Regions from separate parts of the Sus scrofa genome. Here region 2 is linked to region 1. Evidence: chromatin contacts called from public promoter capture Hi-C data. All regions are on one chromosome and are shown on one strand. The core of a region is the stretch at or near the end of the contact, and the rest is flanking DNA. Distances in the headings are between cores, read along the strand shown.

Evidence for each region. Promoter capture Hi-C pulls out the DNA fragments that hold promoters and counts their contacts.
Region 2: a promoter capture Hi-C map of fetal liver shows a contact between it and region 1, with 2.5 times the contacts expected there. The contact joins the promoter of LOC100154127 here to the promoter of RNF39 in region 1. A contact is called at or near these places in 1 of 5 promoter capture datasets (fetal liver), 1 of 47 Hi-C or Micro-C datasets (heart right ventricle) and 1 of 2 datasets of contacts at active chromatin or transcription factors (alveolar macrophages).

What each region holds. Positions count from the first base shown.
Region 1 is chr7:22,640,281-22,647,986 of Sscrofa11.1, forward strand. RNF39 (ring finger protein 39) reads right to left here and starts at 2,147. Exons shown (of 5, transcript NM_001128446.1): 1 at 1,782-2,147; 2 at 35-57. The coding sequence starts at 2,147.
Region 2 is chr7:22,774,803-22,782,432 of Sscrofa11.1, forward strand. LOC100154127 (tripartite motif-containing protein 26) reads left to right here and starts at 5,595. Exons shown (of 8, transcript XM_013977563.2): 1 at 5,595-5,860.

The DNA of each region.
Region 1 (7,706 bases), core at 897-3,396:
AGTAGAAAGGAAGAAACACTAAAATGGAACTCACCTTCGCCATGTCTTCCTCATATCCTGGGGTGGGCAGAAAAAACATGGATGTCAGCTCTGGGCTTCTTACTGGGGGGAGTGCTCCTGTCCCCCACCTCCTCAGGGCCTGGTTAGGTGAGGTCCCTCCCCACATCGCAGAGTGAGCTCACCTCTTTAGTCCCTGTGCTCCCCTTTCCTCTCGTGCTCCCCCTTCTCCTTTCATGACCTTTCCTTCTTCTCAATCACCATTTTATCTTCCTAACTCCACCCCCCACCATCGTCCTCCCTTCCCCTTGCCCCAAAGGCTCTCAGTTCCCCTTCCCCAGACTCATCCAGGCCTTTTCCTTGCCCCCAGAGTCGTTACCTTTCCCTGCTTCCTGCCCTCCCCCCGCCCCCCAGTGGCCCTTACTTATTCACTTTCCTGAGGGTGTATCCCAGATAAATGTCCCTCTTCTCCATCACGCAGACCAAACACATACCCAGGCCCTTAGGCTAAGAGTTTGTTTATAAAAGCCTTGTAATAAAGCCGCTTCCCCTCTTGCCATGAAAGCCCAATGACATTTATTGGGCCCTTTGTTCTGTGTCTCTCTACCCTGACCGAGGAGGCAGCTGGGCTTGGATGAGTCCCAGGTCCCACAGATCTGCAGGGTACCATGGGAGCCAGTAGAGGGCGCTGGATGCTCCCCCTCCAAATACTAGGATTCCCTCTTCTCCCTTCGCTGTCCAGTGGGTAAGACTGGAGCAGACCAGTAGGATGGAGAAGGGAAGAGAGGAAGGCAATTTGCCTAATAATGCCAATTACACCTAGACTAATTAGGTATATGTGGACTTCAAAGGGTGGAAGCAAGATTCGAGACCGGCTCTGCTGCTGGGGAGAAGCCAGTAAGGAATCCAGGACGCCTGGGGGTCGGGCAAGGGAATGGAGTTGGTTGACCGCCAGGGGAGTGAAGGCCCAGGAGCGACGCGGAAGAATGAGTGGGTGGGTGGGTGATTGGGTGGGATGTGGAGAGAAGCCAGAGGTCCCAGCGGCTGTTCTCCCCGACTTTGCCTCCACCCATCGCCGCCTCTCCCCGGGGCCCTGGGAGGAGCGGAGGACAATCATAACAAACAACACGGGAAAGCCTACGCCAGAGCCCGGGCATCTGCCCCAAGATGCTGCAGGGGAGTTTGGATCCCTCCTTCCCTTTTTTTGACAGCCCCCTCCTTCCCCACCCCTCCACTCCAGCTTTTTCTCCGCCCTCCTTCCTGCTCCTCCTCCCCTTGGCCAGTTTTGATCTTCTTCAACTTCCCAGGCCCCCAGTTCGCTCCCGCCCCGTCAGCTTCCTCCCTCCTCCTCCCGCCCACCGCCGGCCCCCTCAGCTCTGCCGCGGCTCCACCCCGGCGCCGGGCTGCCCCTTTCGCCAGACTCCCAGTTCCCGCGCTCTTTGCAGAGCCTCGGGGGTCTCCTGATTCTCTCTGGTGGCCCAACCTCTTCTCTGCCTCTCTAACCCCTTCGCTCCAGCCCACCCAAACAAGACTCAGGCATCCGTCCAGCCCCCTTCCCCCTGGGCAAAGCGTCAACTCCTTCCTATGCCGGTCCTGGCACTTGACAGCCGCCACCATCTCGTCCTCTGCTTCTCTCTCCCCAACTCCATCTTCTGCCTAAACTTGCAGAAGGGCCCCGACTCGGGAGGCACCATTCCCCACTTCCCCAGGAAGCCCGCGGATTCCCCACCCCGCCCGGGCTTCCAGCGACAGCTGCGAACTCGCGAAGCGCACCCCTGCCTCACCTCTCCCTGCTGGTCCAGGCAGCCCATGGTGGGGATGCGCCCCCCTCGGCGTTTCCCCGTGCGGGCCCCGGGCTCGGCCAGCTTCTCCCGCAGTCCTCGGCTGATGCGCACCTCCACCGCCAGCCGCACATTAGACCTCAGGCAGCGGCGGGGGCAGGGCAGGCCGCAGCAGGGGCAGGCGGTGGGGGGCGTCTCGGGGCCCGTCGCCGGCGGGGTCCCCCAGCAGCGGGCCAGGCACGCGCGGCAGAAGCTGTGCTCACACGCCAGGAGCACCGGGTCCTCGAAGGGGCCCCCGCACAGCGGGCACGTCGCCAACTGCTCCAGACGCTCCACCAGCCCCGGGCCCAGTAGCTCCGGCGCCTCCATGGGGAGCCAGCGTCTGGGCGCCGTCCCTTCCGCGACCCCCGCGAACGCCTTCGAGCGCGCAGCTGGCTGAGCGCCTCTGCTGCTGGTTGCGTTGATGCCCCTCTCTCCGCCTCCCGCATTAACTTTCGGACGTTTTCTGGCCCTCTCCTGGGATCGCCTCTCTCTTCAACCAGTCTGTCTCTGCCAATCTCCCTTCCACGTCAGGCTTTATAGGGAGGGAGGAGGCGCCCCCGGGAGGTAAACATCAACCCTTGCGTAACACCCCATCTGGTTCTCCCGCTTCCCCAGTAAGGTTTTGGCGGAGAAGGGTGGGAGGGACACCTAGGTCTGGAGCCGAGGAGGTGGTAGCTAGGGGGCGCTCTGGGGGCAAGGGAGCAACGTTCGGGGTGGGTAGCCCCAGTCACCCCGTAAAAGCGGGAATCTCACCTCCTCCTCGGCCTGAGGTGTGCAGGTCGGCAGGCAGGGTGCCCAGGCTCGCTTTTGGTATGTGTGCCCACATCGCCAGGGCGTGAGTCATTCCAGGTGGCCGGCACACCTACATCTGGGGGCTGGGGGCCCGGAAGCACAGATCCTGGTTTGTGTGGCTTTGGCAGGCCTCCGAGTGTTGGTGTGCAGCTGTCATTCCAGGCGCCTCTCTCCGTTCCATCCTCCTACCTTGCCTATTAAGGGCTTAAGGACACAGAAGCTTTGGCTTAAGGGGTAGGGAGCAGGTGCCCGCACTCCCACCTCAAGGAGTCAGGGTAGGGCTCTGTCACTTCTACCTCTGGCTGGCTCCTCCTCTCTTGTTACTTGCCATCTCTCTCTTTCTAGTTATTTCTCTCTTTCCCTGTGTATCCTTTTATTTCCACTTTTTCTCTCCTTCTTTGGGATGTACCCAAAGATGATCTATTTTCATTCTTTTGGTAAACTGGCATTGCCAAGTACACAGAGCAAGGGAATGACCTGAAGTGGAGCCATACCCAGATCTGATTTATGGCCTTGCTGTGACTCCACCCTGCCTCTTTTTAATTTCAGATCCCTAGAATCCCCTTCTGCTTTCTAATTTTTTTTTTTTTTCAGATCTTTCCTCGTGCCTTCTTCCTTCAACTCCATCTCTCTGTCTCTCTCTCCTTCCCTCTCCTCTTCTCCTTCCTGTCTGCTCCCTCTTCTTACTGGTCCTCTCTCATGCTAGGCCTTTCTGTCTGGGTTGTGAATAAGTAAACATTCAGTCCTGATCACACACACTGCTGTACAAACAAGCGTTTGCATCCATCAATGTCCAAATGCCCCCAAATGCACAAACTCACAGGCAGATAATTCATACATTGCAAAAATCACAGATATGTCCCAAGAGTCTCATACACACTGAATATCACTGGGACAGACATCCAGGATTATTCAGGGACAGATAGACATACTCAAAGAAAGAAAACATCCAAAGAGATACTCTGTCATTAGTTTTATTGTCAATAAGAACAATAATACAACGGCAGTAAGTCTTTATGGAGTAGGAGCATCTTATTAGGCAACCCCTCCAGGCTCCTTCTTCCCCCTTACTTATCAGGGAGACACCCAAACATGACACCCTGATAAACAAACTATACAAATAAATACATGTGCAGTCATTTCAGAAAAACCTGCTAGCTCCATGCTCATAAAATGCATGGCTTCCCAAGGAAAGACTACAGATATGACCAAAATCTATTTTGTAGAATGGACTTCCATGTTACGGTATGTAGCATAATGGTCCCCTAGAGATGTCCTGATTCCTGGAACCTATGAATACATTGCCTTACATGGCAAAGGGGAATTAAGCTTACAGATGGAATTCAGTTTGCTGATCAGTTGAGTTTAAAGTAGGGAGATTAGGAGTTCCCGCTGTGGCAAAGCAGAAACGAATCTGACTAGTATCCAGGAGGATGGAGGTTCAATCAGTGGGTTGGGGATCCAGTGTTGCCATGAGCTATGGTGTAGGTCACAGATGCAGCTCAGACCCCAAGTTGCTGTGGCTGTGGTGTAGGCTGGCAGCTGTAGCTCAGATTAGACCCCTGGCCTGGGAACTTCCATATGCCTCAGGTGCAGCCCTAAAAAGCAAAGAAGTAAAAAATAAAGCAGGGAGGTTATTCTAGATCATCCAAGCATCCTTAAAAGTAGAGGCGAGAAGGAGAAGAGGTAGAAGCATGAGAAGTACTCAGCCTGATGTTTCTGGCTTTGAAGATTGAGGATGGGGAGCCAGGAGCAGAGGAAGTGGGTGGCTATTAGAGCTGGAGAAAGCAAGGAGATGAATTCCAGATGGAACCCAGCCTGCCGACACCTTGGTTTTAGCCCGGAGGACCCACTATAGAATTAGAGAACTTTAAGATAATAAATGTGTGTGGTTTCACACATTTCAAACAAAAGTTTGTGATAATTTGTTACAGCAGCAGATAGGAAACCAATACACTTGCTTTCCCTGTCTCTCTGGGGCTCTTTGGGACTGTCTGCACTTATCTGTTTTTGCCCCTTCAAATTTGTCACTTTTTCTGGATTTCTCTCCCTCCCTGGGCCTTCTGGTCTGTCCCCCCACCCTAACCCCCGCCCCCAGATTGCTTCATTTTCTTGGCTCTCCAAGGCCTCTTGGATATTGAGTTCTTTCTGGATCTGGGCCTGGAGTATTAGAGAAATGCCTCCCAGTCTCACTGAGAACCTTGTATTTTGACCAGTCCAAGAGCCTTTCTGTGACTCTCAAGTTCTTGTCAATGGTTTGCATCTTTGGTTGCACATTAAAGTCACTGGGGGAACTTTTAAACTCCTGATGTCCAGGAGACACCTCAGATCAATTAAACAGAATATCTGGGGATGAGTCCCAGGAATCAGGAGTTTTAAAAGCTCTCCATCTTCTCATTCAGGGCTCAACTCAAAGGAAATGTCTTTCACCATTGTGTCTCAAGTAGGTTTCCTCCAAGGTATTGCTTGGGGTCTCTCTACCCAGATTTATTGACTTGTGGTATTTATCACTATCTGAAATGATCTAGTGATCTGGTTTGATCTGGTTCTATTCAGTGGAAAGTAGCTTTATAGGAACAGGAACCTGGACTTCATGTATACTGCTGCTTTCCCGAAACCTGGAACAGTGCCTTGCACACAACAGGTCTCAATAAATATATACCCAGTCATTGAATTGGCCATCACCAATTGGACAAAGTGCCTGCAGTATGTGGATATTCCCAGGCCAGGGATTCAACCCACACCATAATAGCGACCCAGGACACTGTAGTGACAACATCAGATCCTTAACCCACTGTGCCACAAGGGAATTCTGCTAAAGGGTCTTTCGACTTACTCTGCTTTGATCTTCAAAATGCCAGACAAAGATACTCTTATCTTTCTCAATCAACAGTCATTCCTCGCTGGCAGATGCCAGGCACAGTGCTGGGGATTCTCATGTGATATGAGACAGGGCGTTCAGCTCACGATCTTGTTGTCACTTGCTTTCCTTAATCAGAGGATAAGGATTCCTGCTAACAATTCTTGCGCTCAGATTTTAAGCTGTGGTTGCTGTGAGTTCACACAATGATTCTAGGACAGATAGTATAAGGAAAAGGCATTTGAAGACAGACATTGCCAGGAAATGTCTCACCTCTCAAGACTTTCTCCCTCTCTCGCCAGAATCCCCAGCTACTCTACACCTGATCCTCTAATTCCCCCTTGGGTTTTTTCTACCTCCAGAGAGCCAGGTGGGTGGAGGTGCTCTTTGGTGTGTGCTGGCTTGGCTTGGCTTGCTCCAGTTGACCGTGACTGGATCCTGCCTCTCTGTTAGCACCACATCTTCTTAATATAGGCACCTTCCACATAACTGTTCCCACCCCTTTCCAACTCTGTCCAGGATGACTGCTCGTGCGTGGTGTTGTGGAATGTTGCAGCCAGATACCCACACATGGCACTGGGGATGCTAGAGTGGGATCACCTTACTCATGCCTTCCTTTCTTATCCTTACCCTCCTTTTTTTTTCTCTCTCTTTGCTTATTCTTCAGTCTGTGTCTTCCCCCATCAGTGACCTCCCCATCTTTTTAAAGAGTCTACAAGTCTTTAAGAAACTTGGAGAGGGAAAGGTAGGTATGAAAAGCTATTTGGGAAACCGATGACCAGTTAGCCATGGCCCCTGCCTTTAGGAAGTACGATAAGGCAAGTGAAGTATATTCATTATCAAGCAAAATCTGCCATTACTGAATTAGGGAGAGTGAGAAGGCAAATACAATATATCCATCATCAACTGAGATCTGTCATTACCACGTTGTAAAGGTGCACTGAGGGAAGAAGAGTGAGTGGAGGATTATGTTTACAGATCAGGGAGGGCATGGAAATAACTTCAGGAGGGCTTCCTGGAGAAGTAGCTTGTAAATGAAGGGCGGGTTGGGTTGGGTGGGAGAGAAATGAAAAAGCCTGAACCAAGAAAGTCAAGCATCTTTGGGGAAAAGACCAGAAGTGAGAAAAGAGGCCCAAGGGTAAGGTGAAGTTGACCATAATTCTTTCTCAGTTCCCACACACCATGCCCCTTCCCAAAGAGGTTCTTTAATCTCAGTTGCTTCTGTAAAAACTCTTTTTCTTTCTTTCTTTCTTTATTTTTTTTGTCTTTTGTTCTTGTTGTTGTTGTTGTTGTTGTTGTTGCTATTTCTTGGGCCGCTCCCGCGGCATATGGAGGTTCCCAGGCCAGGGGTTGAATCGGAGCTGTAGCCGCCAGCCTAGGCCAGAGCCACAGCAACACGGGATCCGAGCCGCGTCTGCAACCTACACCACAGCTCACGGCAACGCCGGATCGTTAACCCACTGAGCAAGGCCAGGGACTGGACCCGCAACCTCATGGTTCCTAGTTAACCACTGCGCCACGACGGGAACTCCAAAAAAAATCTTTTTCTTAAAGACTGCTGCTCACAGAGTGCTTTCACATAACTGAAAGGCCTGTTAGAGCATGGCAGCTTTCCTACTCAAGGCTCCAAGAACTCTGGGTATAACATCAGGAAGGGGGAACTTGAGGTAGAGACAGAGGATGAAGAGTCAATCAGATTAACCCAAGAATCCTGGTGCTCAAAAAAGTGACCAAAATTATAGGACTGTCACCCCCATACCCCAACCCTATAACAGCTGTGGGGCTGAGAGTCCAACCATTTTGCAGTGAGGACTCCAGGATTCTAGCCTGGTAAGGGATGTGCCCAGGCTCAAAGAGCCAGTTAGAAGCAGAGCCGGGACTGAATTCAGATCCACTGCCTGCATATCCTAGGATCTTTCCCTTAAACATTACTTCCTCTCTTCTGAGACTTTATTTTCTCTTTTCTGTCCCTTCTGGGAGCCTCCCTCTCCCTTTAAATCCCTGCTCAAGGCTAATATTTTCTCCAAGATGTTGTCCCTCTTTCCTTCTTTCTTTTTTTCTTTTTCTTTTTTTCTTTTCAGGGCCACACCCAAGGTACATGGAGTTTCCCAGGCTAGGGGTCCAATTGGAGCTACAGCTTCTAGCCTACACCACAGCCACAGCAACACCAGATCTGACCCATGTCTGTGACCTACACCACAGCTCACAGCAATGCCGGATTGCCGACCCTCTGA
Region 2 (7,630 bases), core at 4,345-6,844, 140 kb after region 1:
TGTGAGGTTCGTTCATATGACTGTGAGTTGATTTTGTTCATTTTCATTGCTTTATGACTATAGAATTCTACCTTTTTTTTTTAGGGCTGCATATGGAAGTTCCCAGGCTAGGGGTCGAATCAGAGCTGTAGCTGCCAGCCTAGGCCACAGCCACAGCCACACCAGATCCGAGCCATGTCTGCGACCTACACTGCAGCTCACAGCAACACCAGATCCTTAACCCACTGAGAGGGGCCAGGGATGGAACCTGCGTCTTCATGGATACTAGTCGAGTTGGTTACCACTGAGCCACAATGGGAACTCCCTAAAATTCTACTTCTGATGTAGCTTACTTCTGATGGTCTCCTGAGTTGTTTCCAGTTTGGGACAATTATAATTACAAACACTGCTCCATGAACACTTCTGCTCGCGTACCCTAGTACATGAGCAGGACGCATCCTCAACTTGACTGTTTCCCAAGCAGCTGTACCAATGTACGTCCCCACCAGCAGGCTCCGAGCACCCACGTTGCTCCACGGCTTCACCAACACCCGATACTGTCATCTTTTACAATTCCTGCCATGGTGACTGTAGTTAATGATACTGTATAGCGTATTTGCAAGCAGCTAGGAGAGTAGGTCATGAAAGCTTTCAACACAAGAAGAACAATTTTTATAACTACGTATGGTGACAGATAGTAACAGGACTATTGTGATCATTTTGCAATATATACAAATATCAAACCATTATATTGTATATCTGAAACTAGTATGTCATTATACCTCAGTTGAAAACAATTATATAATAGATGTTTTACATTCTAAAAAAAAACCCTGCCAATCTGGTGAATAGGAAATAGAATCTCATTTTGTATGTGTGTGTGTTTAACTCTTTTAAAAAATAATAAAAAGAAACCGCATGAGAGAGTCCCACTAACAGACCAGGCAATCAATCCTACAACAGCAGATGAGATACGGTGCTTCCTGCTCCAACTGGTAAGTGCTGTAAATGTTTATCTTTTGAGGAGCTGAGAGGGCTCCACCCAGCCTCCATTCTTCCTTCCTTTGCCAGCTTTACCCAGTTGCTTTCCGAGGACAATGTGCTGAGGGTGGAACTCTCTCAGCTCCCCCCGCCCCGCATCAGGGATGAGAACATGACTCAGGTGCAGCCAGTCACAAGGAGACCTAGTTGGGACACAGGGGAAGAAAGATTCCTGAGAACTTTTTCTAGAGAACTTGCAAGAAGTGAGGTCATGCGATTTGGAGCTGCTGGAGCTGCTAGCCAGAGGGTTAGCCTGTTTGAAAATGTAGCCAATCCAGGGATGAAGGGAAAGAAACTAGGTCTTCAAGGCATTTTATGACACCTGCAGCAAGCTGTGCTGGAAGCTAGCCTACCCTTGAACTTTCTGTCCCAAGAACCAATAAATGCCCTTTCTGCCCAGTCAGCTTGGACTTGTCTAGCATCTGAAACCCCTGCCCCCAAAGTCCTGCAAGAAACATTAGAGGAAGTTATTGAAGGTTACTAGGCTGAAATATACAAAGAGCTAGTAAGAAAAATCAGCCTTTTTATCCAGAGAGTCTTGTGGCAAAGGTAGACACCAAGGTGTAGTTCGGTCCTCCCTCTGGGCCCCGCAGGTAGAACACAACCTGCAAGGACCACAGACTCCAACATGCTTTCAGCCACCATAGTCCCTCCCCACAGCACCCAGACATTGTCACTGAGGAAACAAGCAGAATCTTCTTCCACCCTGTCATTCTAACCAAAGCCCAAAGTGACAAGTGCTGGGTTAGGATGAAAACTCAAGATTATCACCCAGCCTCAGCTATTCTGCTGTGCAGCCCAGGGCTAGATTCTTGACCTCTCTGGGTTTCAATACCATCATGAAGTACTGGGGGTGGGAGGTAATATACAGGCTATTCATAGGACGGATTGAAATAAAGTTCTAGCAAAGTGCACCAGCATGTTTACTGGGCAACCTAAAGTTGCTGCTGTGATCAACAGCCATGAAATCTCCGGATCAGGCATCCCAGTTTTATCGTGCCTTTTTTTTTTTTTTTTTTTTTGATAACTGGCTACCAGACAGGAAAGGCCAGCCTACCAAATATAGTTTCTTCACGATCATAAACGGAGTTAGTGAAATCAACATCTATGCGTTAGTGAGAGGGAAAGAATCTAACCATTCATTCCCCTGAGGAAGGAGCGCCCTAAGCCACTAGCTAGGGAGTTACCGCTTTACATCAAATTTGTCATTATGTGTTTGCATCTCTGAAATGTGATCAACGGGCATGCCATAATTTAACTAGCAGAATGTTTCTTCCAATATAATCATAAAATAATTGATGACCTCTTAGATGTGGTGAAATGCAGCCTATCTCGTACAAAGTGCTGACAGGGTCATCTACCACATGGGACTCATCTGTCATTCTCCTGCTTCAAAACTCCTGAGCTTAAAACTGCATGGCAGGGCACACAGGCCCGTATAATCTGGCCCCCACTTACTTGTCCAGCCCTGAATCCTATTTCAGCCTAATGCTGGATACACTGAAGCAGAATGACAGCCCCTTTTTCACCGCCTCCCCCCCCCCACTCCCCGCCCCTTGTTCTTGTACATGAGTTTCTCAGTCCCAGCTCATCCTTGAAAGCTGGAATCAGACATGCCCCCTTCTCTGCGAGGTCCTTCCTGTGCCCAGCTCACCTCCACGCTGAAGGAATGCCTCTGTCGGGAAGCTCCTGCAGACCCTGCGTTTCCATTACAGCACGACCACCCCACTTCTTAACTGACAGCTTTACCCATCCTTCTCCCAACAAGAACGTGAACCCAAGGGTCATGGCTCACTGAACTTTTCATATCTCCAGCATTAGGCGTTTACACAGTGTAGAGGTTATCGCGTTCGCCTCATATCTCCAGTGCTGGGCACAAAGTCTGTAAATGTTTGTGAGGCTGAATGTTACCCCATGAGTCCAGAGCCCCATATCTTCTTCATTCTCCCCAACCACACTCCCCTCCCCCCTCTACAATCTCACTTCAGCAGGAGGCACCAAGGGCTCCCCTTAGATTAGACAGTCTTGGCCACAAATACTACCCAGATCACCTCCCTCCACACATAGCTTTGGGGGAAAGGTCACTGCATTTCTGCAAAGGTGGCAAGTTTTAATTCGCCCTGGATGCCAGCCAAACTAAGGCTTTGTTTTCCAAAACCAATTTCTTCCCATTCTCCATGTCTTTTCTATTCTGACCCTGGGAGGTGGGTTGGGGGTGGGAGTGGGGTGGAGGGTGGGGTGGGAGGAAGGGTATTAAGTCTGAAGTCACCCCAAGAAGCCTCAATTAAGATAATGGGCTCTCTTCTGCAGGTCACAGTGACTTCCCAGTTTGTGTCCAGCCTATCACTTCCTTTGCAGGAAGTGACATTTTAGATGTCACCTACTGCTCCTGGGCCTTGGTTTCCTTTCCACTTAAAAAGGTAAGAAGAACAAGATCTTGTCAGGTTTGCCTGGCTGTCTGAAGTTCAAGTGAGGTCACGTAACTGAAATTGTTCAAAAGCAAACAGCTCTATAAAAATACACACTAGAAAGGAGCACAGGAACTAACTTAGCACTCCCAGTGGCTAAAGCGGCAACAGAATGAAGTAGTATTAGATTATAACCCAAAGTATAAAATAAATATCCCCAAGTTCATACTGATAAGAATAAATGACTTCTCCCATGCAGAAGAATTCCAAATAGTATAGTATGGAGCTGCCCTTAAAGAGGGAGGAACATACTCCCCACTCCTTAGGTGTGGGCTACACATAGTTTGTCTGCTCTGCAGAGATACAGTATTGGGGTGGGGGGCGGGGGATAGGGTAACTTCACCCTGGAGAAGCCTGGCAAACACTGTCTCAGCCAGATGATCAAGACCAACATCAAAATCATAAAGCTTGTTTCCTGGATGTGAAGTGATGAAAACAGCAATCTACCTCTGTGGTCTTTCTCCCAGTAACCCACATACTCAGTCTTAGGGGACAAACAACAGAATCCAACAGAGGGGCATCCTATAATATACAGAGCAGGTGTTCCTCAAAACTTTCCTGATCGCAAAAACAAAGTCTGAGAAATTGCCACAGCCAAGGTAAATGTAAAGAGATTTAACGGGAATATGGTAACCAGGGTGGGATCATGAAACAGAAAAAGTACTCAGGTAAAAACTAAGGCAATCTGAATATGTTACGTATGTTGGCCAAACTTAATGGGTCAACAGAGGTTCACTAACTGTAACAAATGTTCCCTATTTAAGCACGATGTTAATAAATGAATGGGGAAAGGGTTTAGGGTATATGGAAACTCTACTATCACCATTTTTCTGTAAATCTAAAAATGTTCTTAAAAATAATCTATTTTTTAAAAAAGGGGAATTTGAGAAACAGTAAAAAAGTACATCTATTTATTTTTGCTTTTCAGGGCGGCACCTCCGGCATATGGAAGCTTTCAGGCTAGGGGTCCAATCCAAGCTGCAGCTGCTGGCCTACACCACAGCCACAGCAACACCATATTCGAGCCCTGTCTGCGACCTACACTGGATCCTTAACCCACTGAATGAGGCCAGGGATGGAACCCGCATCCTCATGGATACCAGTAGGATTCTCAACCTGCTCAACCATAACGGGGAATTCTGTCTATTTTAAACTTGAGGTGGGGGGACACTTTTAGGGATTACAATTTTTAGCGCAGGCACAGTCCCTGACACTGGTATTTGTTGTATGCATGACGGAATGACACTCTCTTGAAGCGCATACAAACTGTCGTGGTGTCAAAATCGAGAATGTACTGGGACTTTGTAAGTCTTGGCCCGCATTTGGTCCACAAAAATAAATTTTCATACTTTTCTAAGGCCATTGAAAAGCAGCAGGGAAAATGCAGCAGGGAAAATGCTGCTGTGCTAATCGGGTGAATGCACAACTTCAAGTGTACGTGGCTAAACCAGTTTATTCTGATCAAAACCAAAAAACCGTGACTTTGGTCCTGGAGCCAGACTGGCCGTCTACTCGGCTCCAAGCAGTGAGACTGTCATCTGGGCCCCGCTTACTTCTGGCTGTGGAGACAAGAATGGATTGGTGCCTGAGTTTGACACGGAAAGCGAGGAAGAACCCACGAGGAAGGAGCGAATGGAGGCCCAAGCAAGCAGGAGGATTAAGCCGGGAGGGAAGACGCAGCGAACTTCACCCTTCTCCCGAGCCTGCCCCGTTCGGCCCGGCCTCGTTCCGTTCGCGCTGCCACGTTCGATCGCCTGGACCCCGGGATGTGACGGCTGCTTTGCCGCATTTCTCACCAGGTCTGCCTTACTCACCAGCCCGCAGCTCCCGGCTACGAATCCTGGGCCAGGGTCGCTTCTTCCCCGCGGCGGTCAGTTCCGGGTCGGGCTGCTCTGCCGGCACCCAGCGCAACCGCGAGTCCCGGCCCGGTAATCTCCCGGCTCTTCGGAGCCCTCCACCGAGATTTCCCCCGGACCAGCGCCCGGATTGGCCCCTGCCGAACGCCGCCTCCCAATAGGAGCTTTAGTCCTGTCTACGTCACGAGTCACTGGGCGAATCCCCCGGCCGCCGCTGGAGCAGAGAAAAGGAAACTGAAAGCGTGCCAAGCCGAGGCTTCGCGGCTGCTGCAGCCTGGAGATTGGCTCGTGGTGCGCACTCCTGCGCCACAGGGCGGAAGGAAGTCCAGTTTTGAGGCCTAATGAGACTCCTTTGTAGGACTCTGTGATGCCAGAATCCCTCCTCTCCTCCCGATTCCCGCCTGGGTCTGGACCAGGGTCAGAGGCTGCTTGACTGCGAAGTGGCGCTTGCCAAGCGCTCAACATTAAATAGGATTTTCTGCCCCCAGCATGGCCTAAATTTGCTTCCTGGACCAGGTAGGATGTTAAGCAAACAGATAGTCTGAGGGGGCTATTTGAGAAAATTAACTACCGTTTCCGAAGTGCCTACGATGAATACGGCGCTTTACATGAAATATCTTTAAACCAGGAAGGCATTTTTGTCCCTATTCGACAGAAAAAACTGAGGTTCCATGAGCTCAGGGGTCTGAGTTGTTTCCTTCCGTGGTGCTGGATCTAGAAACCACAAAGCCGAAAAGCAGACGAGATCCTGGGGCGGGGGGTGGGGGGACGGCGGCGGGGGCGGGGGGAGCTTCCTAGAGGCTCCTGTGCATCCTCACCACCTAAGATCCGGGAACCTGAGTATGCCAAGTGTCACAGGCCTCTTGCCCGAGGCCATTGCTCTGTGCAGTCGTTGCTGTGTCCCAGGCATCGCCGCAGGAAAATTCTACAGTCTCCCTGGACCAGCGAAGCAGTCCCTATGTTCACCACATCCTAGGCCCTCCAGCTACCTGCTCCTGCAGTTGGTGTTTTGGAAGAAATGTTTAAAAGGCTCCTTAAATGACTTCATGCAACTAATTGTCTTCTCCCTGCCCCTAGGAGGTACATCCCCACACTCAGGCCATTTTGTACTTCCAGACACAGGTCCTTTCCCCTGTTTAAAATTATCTGATGGGAGTTCCCATTGTGGTTCAGCCTGTTATGAACCTGACTAGTATCCATGAGGATGCCGGTTTGATCCCTGGCCTCGCACGTTGCCGTGAGCTGGGGCGAGGGGGGGCGGGCACAAGGACAGTTGGGGGTTGTACACAGGAGTGCCCTACTTAACTCTCAGCCTTTGCTCTTGCCACAAAGCCCCTGTTCTTCATCCCCTGCGGTCTAGCCCCCCTCCCATGACTGCCCCCTTCTTGTCGGTCTTGTCCCTGCTCCACTGGCATCTCAGAAAGGCCTTCCTCTACCATCCAGCCTAACTCAGTTCTCCATAAAGCATCATTCTCTTTCACTTTCTTTGTACCTTAGTCCTTTGAAAGCATCTTGTTCATTTCTTTGTCAATGCGTTTGTACTTCCCACTCACCACTGGTACCCCACCAAGGTCAGCGCCATGAGGGTGGAGACATCACCTGTCTTCCCTGCACAGACTTATTCAATAAATGTATATTGAATGAATGGGCTCTACTTGGGCATTTCTGGAAGCCTTCTAAAGTCCTGTGGCCCTGCTTGGCTGCAGTGTCAATTATGTACTCCCCTCTCCTACCATACTGCACCTTCACTGATACAGCTCTCAAGCCCAAGTGAGAGGAGTGGGGACTCCAAGGCTGGGTGCTCAGACTTAGTGCCCCTGAGTTTCTGAAAGCAGAGCCAAAAGTCCTTCCTCCAGCTCTCCAGTCCAATGTCTGTACCAGCTGGAGACCAGAGCATCACCTGGGGCTGGTTATGAGTTTGGCTTTCAAGCCCGTGTTTGGCTCTACATAGGCAGGAATCCTCTCCTCTGCCACTTTCTGCATGACTCTGGAATGTTTCTCAGCCTCTATGTGCCATAGGTTCTTCCTCTGAAAATCAGGGATAATAATTATATCCACTTCATAGAATTGTTGTGAGGATTAAATGAAATAATATGTGTAAGGCCTTTGAAATTGACTAGCCCAAAGGGTATGATGTAATTACTTGCATTTAAAATGAGAATCTTAAATCAAGCAAGAAAATTTAGTAGCTATGTTCCTGCTATTTAGCATATTTATTGAGTTAAAATACGGCATTCAGAAATCTCAAGGTCTTAATATTAGAGTGCTTGGAGAGAGGCCTCCGGA